Regions from separate parts of the Mus musculus genome. Here region 1 is linked to region 2. A link is a contact called in public HiChIP or PLAC-seq data. All regions are on one chromosome and are shown on one strand. Each heading gives the region's core, a stretch centred on a gene start, on an enhancer-like site or on the middle of the called end of the contact. The rest is flanking DNA. Distances are from core to core; before and after follow the strand shown.

Region 1 (2,751 bases), core at 186-2,685, 120 kb before region 2:
TACCCAGTTTAAAAGAGAGTAAGTTATAATTTTACCATAAAGTATGTTCAGGGGGCATACACCCCACAAGGCAGGACTTCAAGTCCCAGCATCAGATTCACTGCAGGAGGGGCCTGGTACTCTGTACTTCTAGCAAGTTTGTTGCTGACAATGATGCTACCTGTCTAAGAAGTACTGCTTCTGAGCTCCGGCAGTGGATTGATTCTGCTACATGCCGGACACTCATCATAACACTGCAACTTTATAAAGCGAAACCGAGTACAGCAAGGAAGGTGAACGTGGGATTCCACTATGGTTACCACACACTAAATTTAATATGTACCGCAGACTCCACGGCATAAAAACGCTACTTCTAACTTCGCTGCTCCTGTCAGGGCATCAGGGTTTGTCAAGGAAATGTGTAGTGGCGGGGACTTGTGAAGCATCACTGTGGGTTTCATAAAATTAAAATAAGTTTGCCATTTGATTCAGCAAACCTACCAAAGGGTACACCTAAGAGAATTCAAGTAGAAACTTAAAGAAATATCTATATACCCACAATCATAGCAGCATTATTAATAATTAAAAACAAAACTAGAAACACCCTGAAAATCTATCACCAGATGAATAGATATCGAAAAAGGAATATTACTCATTATTGAAGGACAATTTCTAAAATATTGCTACAACATAAATGAACTCCAAAGACATTATAACTGAAATAAAATCAGGGACAACCAGAACATAATTCAGTGGAGGCAACCCACTTATAAGAGGCTCCTAAGTATAAAAACCCAGAGTGGGAAAGGAATCTCAGGGAAGAGGGCAGCTAGGGAGTCAGTGTCCAATGAGGACAGAGTTTCAGTTTGGGACAGTAATGGAGCTCTGAAGATTAGCAGCTGCACAATGATGTAAAAGCATTCACTGACTGAAATGCACACTTAAAAACTGTTGAAACAGCCAATTTGGTTTTAAAGACGTTTTACCACAAAAGGAAAAAGGGTAAAGGTTAAGTGGTGATCGACAAGAGATCTGAGAAACTGATGGGGATCCAGGAAACGGAAGGACCACGGTGGGTGGGGAGGCTGTTCCCTTCCTGCCGCAGAAGCCACCAACAGCGGGCATGGGAAGTCATGGCGAGGAGGCACTGTCCCCAAGTGCTGCCTCTTGGAGATCAAACAGAGATTTTGCCCACTTGAGACACCTGCTGACTACTTCGTTTTTTTTTTTTTTTTTTTTTAAGGGACCAGAAAAAAGTTGAGAGACGGCCCCAGCATCAAGGACTCTCTGGACTTCCTAGCTCATTCTTCTACAAATACATTTTTGTCTACCTCTCAAAATTCCTAGGGACACTGACTGCCTGTGTTTGCTGGAGCCACTATGCCGCTCTGGAGCAGATGGCATTAACACCATGCTGTGGACGGGATGTAGGCACAAGGCCAAACTGTGAAAGTGGTTATAAAGCTAACTGTTCTGGTTTCAATCTACCACAGTTCTTTATTCTCTGTGCATGCGAAGTCCATAACAGTAAACTGACAGTGAATGTATAAAGCTGTAAGTGGCACTCCACGGCTTCAGGATGGCCCTTTTAATGGTATGGAAGGTCACAGAGATGGGTATTCTGGGCCTGGTAAGTGTGTCTGCCTTGAACAAGCTGTATGATGATTTTGTCTGCGAGTTCCTTTAAACATAAACCTTTCTTGTTGAATTTTTCTTTCTTTTTTTTTTAAAAAGATTTATTTATTTATTATATGTAAGTACACGGTAGCTGTCTTCAGACACACCAGAAGAGGGCATCCGATCACATTACAGATGGTTGTGAGCCACCATGTGGTTGCTGGGATTTAAACTCAGGACCTCCGGAAGAGCAGTCAGTGCTCTTAACCACGGAGCCATCTCTCCAGCCCTCTTGTGGAATGGGAAAGAACTCTTCAAAGGACATTGATGTCGTTTCTCAAGTGTGAGATAGGGAGCACCCTACTTTTCCACAGCAGAAGGGGCCCCCAAGTGGGCTTGCTGGTCCACACACCCATTTGTCCTTAGTCTGCTGTACACGTGTTTTATTGAAGACACACATTCCAAGTCCATGTGTATAGTTTCATATCAAGACTAACTTTACATAGCATGCTTGTGGGATTGCCAGTAGGCAAGCCAAACTTACAAATCCTTTCTCTGAGAAGTAAATGAAAGTCTCCATATGTAAGACACACACTCGTGTCTACTGCAGCCACAGTAAAGTAAAAAAAAAAAAAAAAAAAATGCAAACCAGGCAAAACCCAAATATCGAAAAAGCCAGCCTCAGAAGTTCCCTCTTAGTACAGTTCACACATTAGCCACGTGGGCATTTCAGGGAGTCAAGTGATAAAGGCATATCTGATCCTGGGCTTTAAGTTTCTCTTTCCATTATACTTTTACATACATATTTTGGGTGAAAAGCATTTCTACCCTGTACTAACCATTTTGCAAGAACTCTATATAAGTCTTTTTGCAAAAAGGAGCTACAGATCTAAGGGATTTGAATGAGAACACTTCTGAACACTCTTAAGGTTGAACTGTCAATCTGACATTTTTTTCTTAGTCTGCAGAGCTGCTTTAGCGGACAGGGAATGGCCTCCTCTCCCTTTACCGCGCTGGCAGGCCTGAGAGCGAGCATCCAGACCCTTTAGCAGCAGCAGCAACAGTACTCCAGAGGCCAGGGATCTGACCCACTCCAGACAGCAGTACAGCACAGCCCCACACATGAACACAACGCAGGATGAACTGGGCAACCTA
Region 2 (2,772 bases), core at 35-2,534:
AGGCCTGTGCACCTCCAGCCCAAACTCGGACCTGTTCATCCCACACACAGACGCAAACTTGGCAAGACTGGCCTTAAACCTGTTAGCAAAATAAGGAGAGCCAAATAAGGAGGAAGCGGCCAACCTGAATGGGTTAGGGTGGCAGGGCCCACTCCACTTGGCACCCAGCTGTGTCCCCAAGCTGTTCACAATACTACTGTAAGTCACCTCTGCTATCCATTAACCACCACCCGCGCACACCTTCCGGGAGGATCGCTGTTGTGTATAAATAACAGCGTTTTGCAAATCAAACCTCTCCACACAATGCCAAGCTAACAGCGCTCAAAAGGGAGGTGCCACCGGGGCATTAAAAGTCACACATCAAATTCTTGCAGAACCACTTGCTTAAATCGCCCTGAATAAATAAACTGAGGGGGCAGAGCAACCGGGAAAAACTTTGGTTGAGGAGGTTTAAGTCTTGGAAATGCGGGACCGGGCGCAGGGACTGGAAGGAACCAGGCACAAAAGCGCCCTGCGCCGAGGCAAGGACCTCCTTTATGGAACGTGACAGCAGCTTTGTGCCGGATCACGAATAGTTCTAAATACTGGAAGTTCTCCCCGGCCATCGCAGCCTCCCGCTTCCTAGCGCTGTGGCCCTCAGATCCCAGGCTATTCTTCCCAGGCACGCGCGCCCGGCGACCTGGCCACTGTTCGGTCCCACGCCCGCCCACAGGCCAGGGCTGCTAGTGTTCCCGAGGGCTTTGGGTCCTTGGTCCCCGGAGTCCGCCCGCGGAGGGCGCCCCACCCCCACGCCAGCCCCAGGCAGAGGGAGGCGAGGGCTCGCAGGAAGGTGTGTGTATCCGAGGTGCGGGTGCCCGGGGACGCCAGGCCGCGGCGGGGCTGAGGGCACCGGCCGGGTACGCAGGGGTACGCGCTCCCTGGCCCTCCCCGGGCGGCCGCGGCCCGCTCGCCCCTCTCTTCCAACTCCACGGACCGGCCCAAGTTTGCAGCCCCCGCCATCGCCTTACCTCGCCGCACAGTGCACGCCGAGGCCGGAGGGCAGCAGCGCGAGTCCCGGGGCGGCGGCCGCGCTGCGCCCGCCCAGATGCCGCTCTTTGTCTGCACCGCTCCCTCCTCCCGCCACCAAGCGGACGCAATTGGACCCGGCGGACCCCGCCGGCCCGGGAGCCCCGAGCCTGCCTGCCGCCGAGCCCTCCTCACCACCACCGTCGCCGCCGCCGCCCGCTCGGCCGCGCGCACCGGCCTGCGATCCGCGGCGGCGACCCTCCCGCGCAGCGCCCGCCTCCGCGCGCTCCCCGCCCGCGCTCCTCCCTGGCTGCCGTGACGCCGCCCAGGGGCCGGCCCAGCCCGGCGCACGCGGGGCGGGGGACCCACCTGGGAGTCCCAGCCAGGCCTCGGGAAAGCGCCGCCTGGGGGCTTCAAGCCGTAACCCGCTCTAGATTGGAGCTGGGGGCACCCGGGAGGGGCTGCTAGGGATAAGGAGGTGCCACTTGCAGCCCACGAGACCGGGTGGTCTCCGCACCCGGCTGTGCGTCGGGAGCCTTACAGCGACCTCCCTACCCCGCCCCCCAAGCATTCCCACGGCACTCTCAGCCAAACAGGCCTGGTGTCTGTCAGAAAAGTGACTTACATAAAAATGTCACTTCCTCCCAGTAATTGCTTGTGGGCATTTTCTTTATTTATTTGCCTTGCATTTATTTACTTTCCCATCCAGACACTTTTTTACTCCATCCCCCCCACCCCCAACCTCCAGGCGGGACCACTTCCTAGTGGGGGAGGAGAGGAAACCCGACCTCAGCTGCCTCCGCAGCGTCCTGGCCAGTTTATTAGAGCCCAGGAATTCTTTAGTACAGGAGGCTGAGAAAGCTTTAGAAGGAAACCTTGCTCTCCCAGACTTGAGTAGTAGCTAACCTATAAGCAAACTTGGAAAGCTAGAACCCTGGATCGAAGAGAAGGACTGGATCCAGAGGTTTCTTCTCCAAGCTCCTTCGCTCCTTATACCCCAAAGGAACCCCTGATATTCAAATAAATTCCGCTTTCAGGTCGGACGACTCACATTTATGTTAATGAGATTCAACCCTAGCCCTTGTTTCCTCCTTATTAAGGCAGAAACAATTCACCCTACGTAACAAAAAAAGAAAAAGAAAGAAAGAAAAGTTGCCTGCCTTCTTATAGGAAGTTCCCAGGCATAAGTAACGTGAGGAAGCTTGGCTATAGTCCTCGCAGCCATTGACCGTAGGCTCCTGAACTGTGTCACCTTACACAGGTGTTTCACAACTTCCTCGGCTTTATCACATGAGATGTTTACCTGCCTTCTATGTTAAGTACCTGGCACGTAGCCTGACACGAGGGCACTAGGAGGCATCCTGTACAAAATCAGCACACCCAACAGTCTCTTCCAGTCGGAGATGCTAGCTTCATCCGTTCTTTGTTACAGACCTCATCTTTGTTACTATCTAGCTTTACAACAATGAAGGCAGAACTCTAACCAATAGTTTAGCCCTACTTAAAATTAGTTTATGCTAAATAAGTAAGACGATATGGACACAGTTTTTAAGCTTTTGCTTTGAAAAGTGGCCTCAGACTCCTCTCACTGATTCTGTATAAGATCTCCAGGGAGATTTGAACAAGAAGGACTCCCCTTGGCTCATATATTTGCAGGCCAGTTAGTAAACTATTTAGATTAGGAGGGTATGTCCTTGTTGGAGGAGATGAGTCACTGGGAGTAAGCTTTGAACTTAGCCAGCACCTGTGTGTCTGGGTGTCTGTGTG

What was found. HiChIP or PLAC-seq counts read pairs in DNA pulled down with a chosen protein or histone mark.
Region 1: an H3K4me3 HiChIP or PLAC-seq map of the SCID.adh cell line shows a contact between it and region 2, with 40 read pairs. The contact joins the enhancer-like site here to the promoter of Nck2 in region 2. A contact is called at or near these places in 9 of 39 promoter capture datasets (the 3T3-L1 cell line, 3T3-L1-derived adipocytes, the HPC-7 cell line and 5 more), 2 of 15 datasets of contacts at CTCF or cohesin (CD8 T cells and large pre-B cells), 34 of 484 Hi-C or Micro-C datasets (CD4 T cells, CD8 T cells, DN3 thymocytes and 21 more), 14 of 115 datasets of contacts at active chromatin or transcription factors (CD8 T cells, the SCID.adh cell line, T-cell acute lymphoblastic leukemia and 9 more) and 4 of 9 other capture datasets (adipose tissue, liver, macrophages and 1 more).

The regions. Positions count from the first base shown.
Region 1 is chr1:43,560,840-43,563,590 of GRCm38.p6, reverse strand. All of the region lies in intron 4 of Nck2 (non-catalytic region of tyrosine kinase adaptor protein 2), which reads right to left. Among named protein-coding and RNA genes, the nearest start is that of Nck2, 120 kb to the right of the region's middle. Within about 2 kb of position 1,435, at least 42 of the 459 cell types and tissues checked have an H3K27ac peak or open chromatin away from gene starts, as enhancers often do. A contact at or near this core is called in CD8 T cells, DN3 thymocytes, the SCID.adh cell line and 9 more, where this site is marked.
Region 2 is chr1:43,444,263-43,447,034 of GRCm38.p6, reverse strand. Nck2 (non-catalytic region of tyrosine kinase adaptor protein 2) reads right to left here and starts at 1,284. Exons shown (of 5, transcript NM_010879.3): 1 at 1,008-1,284.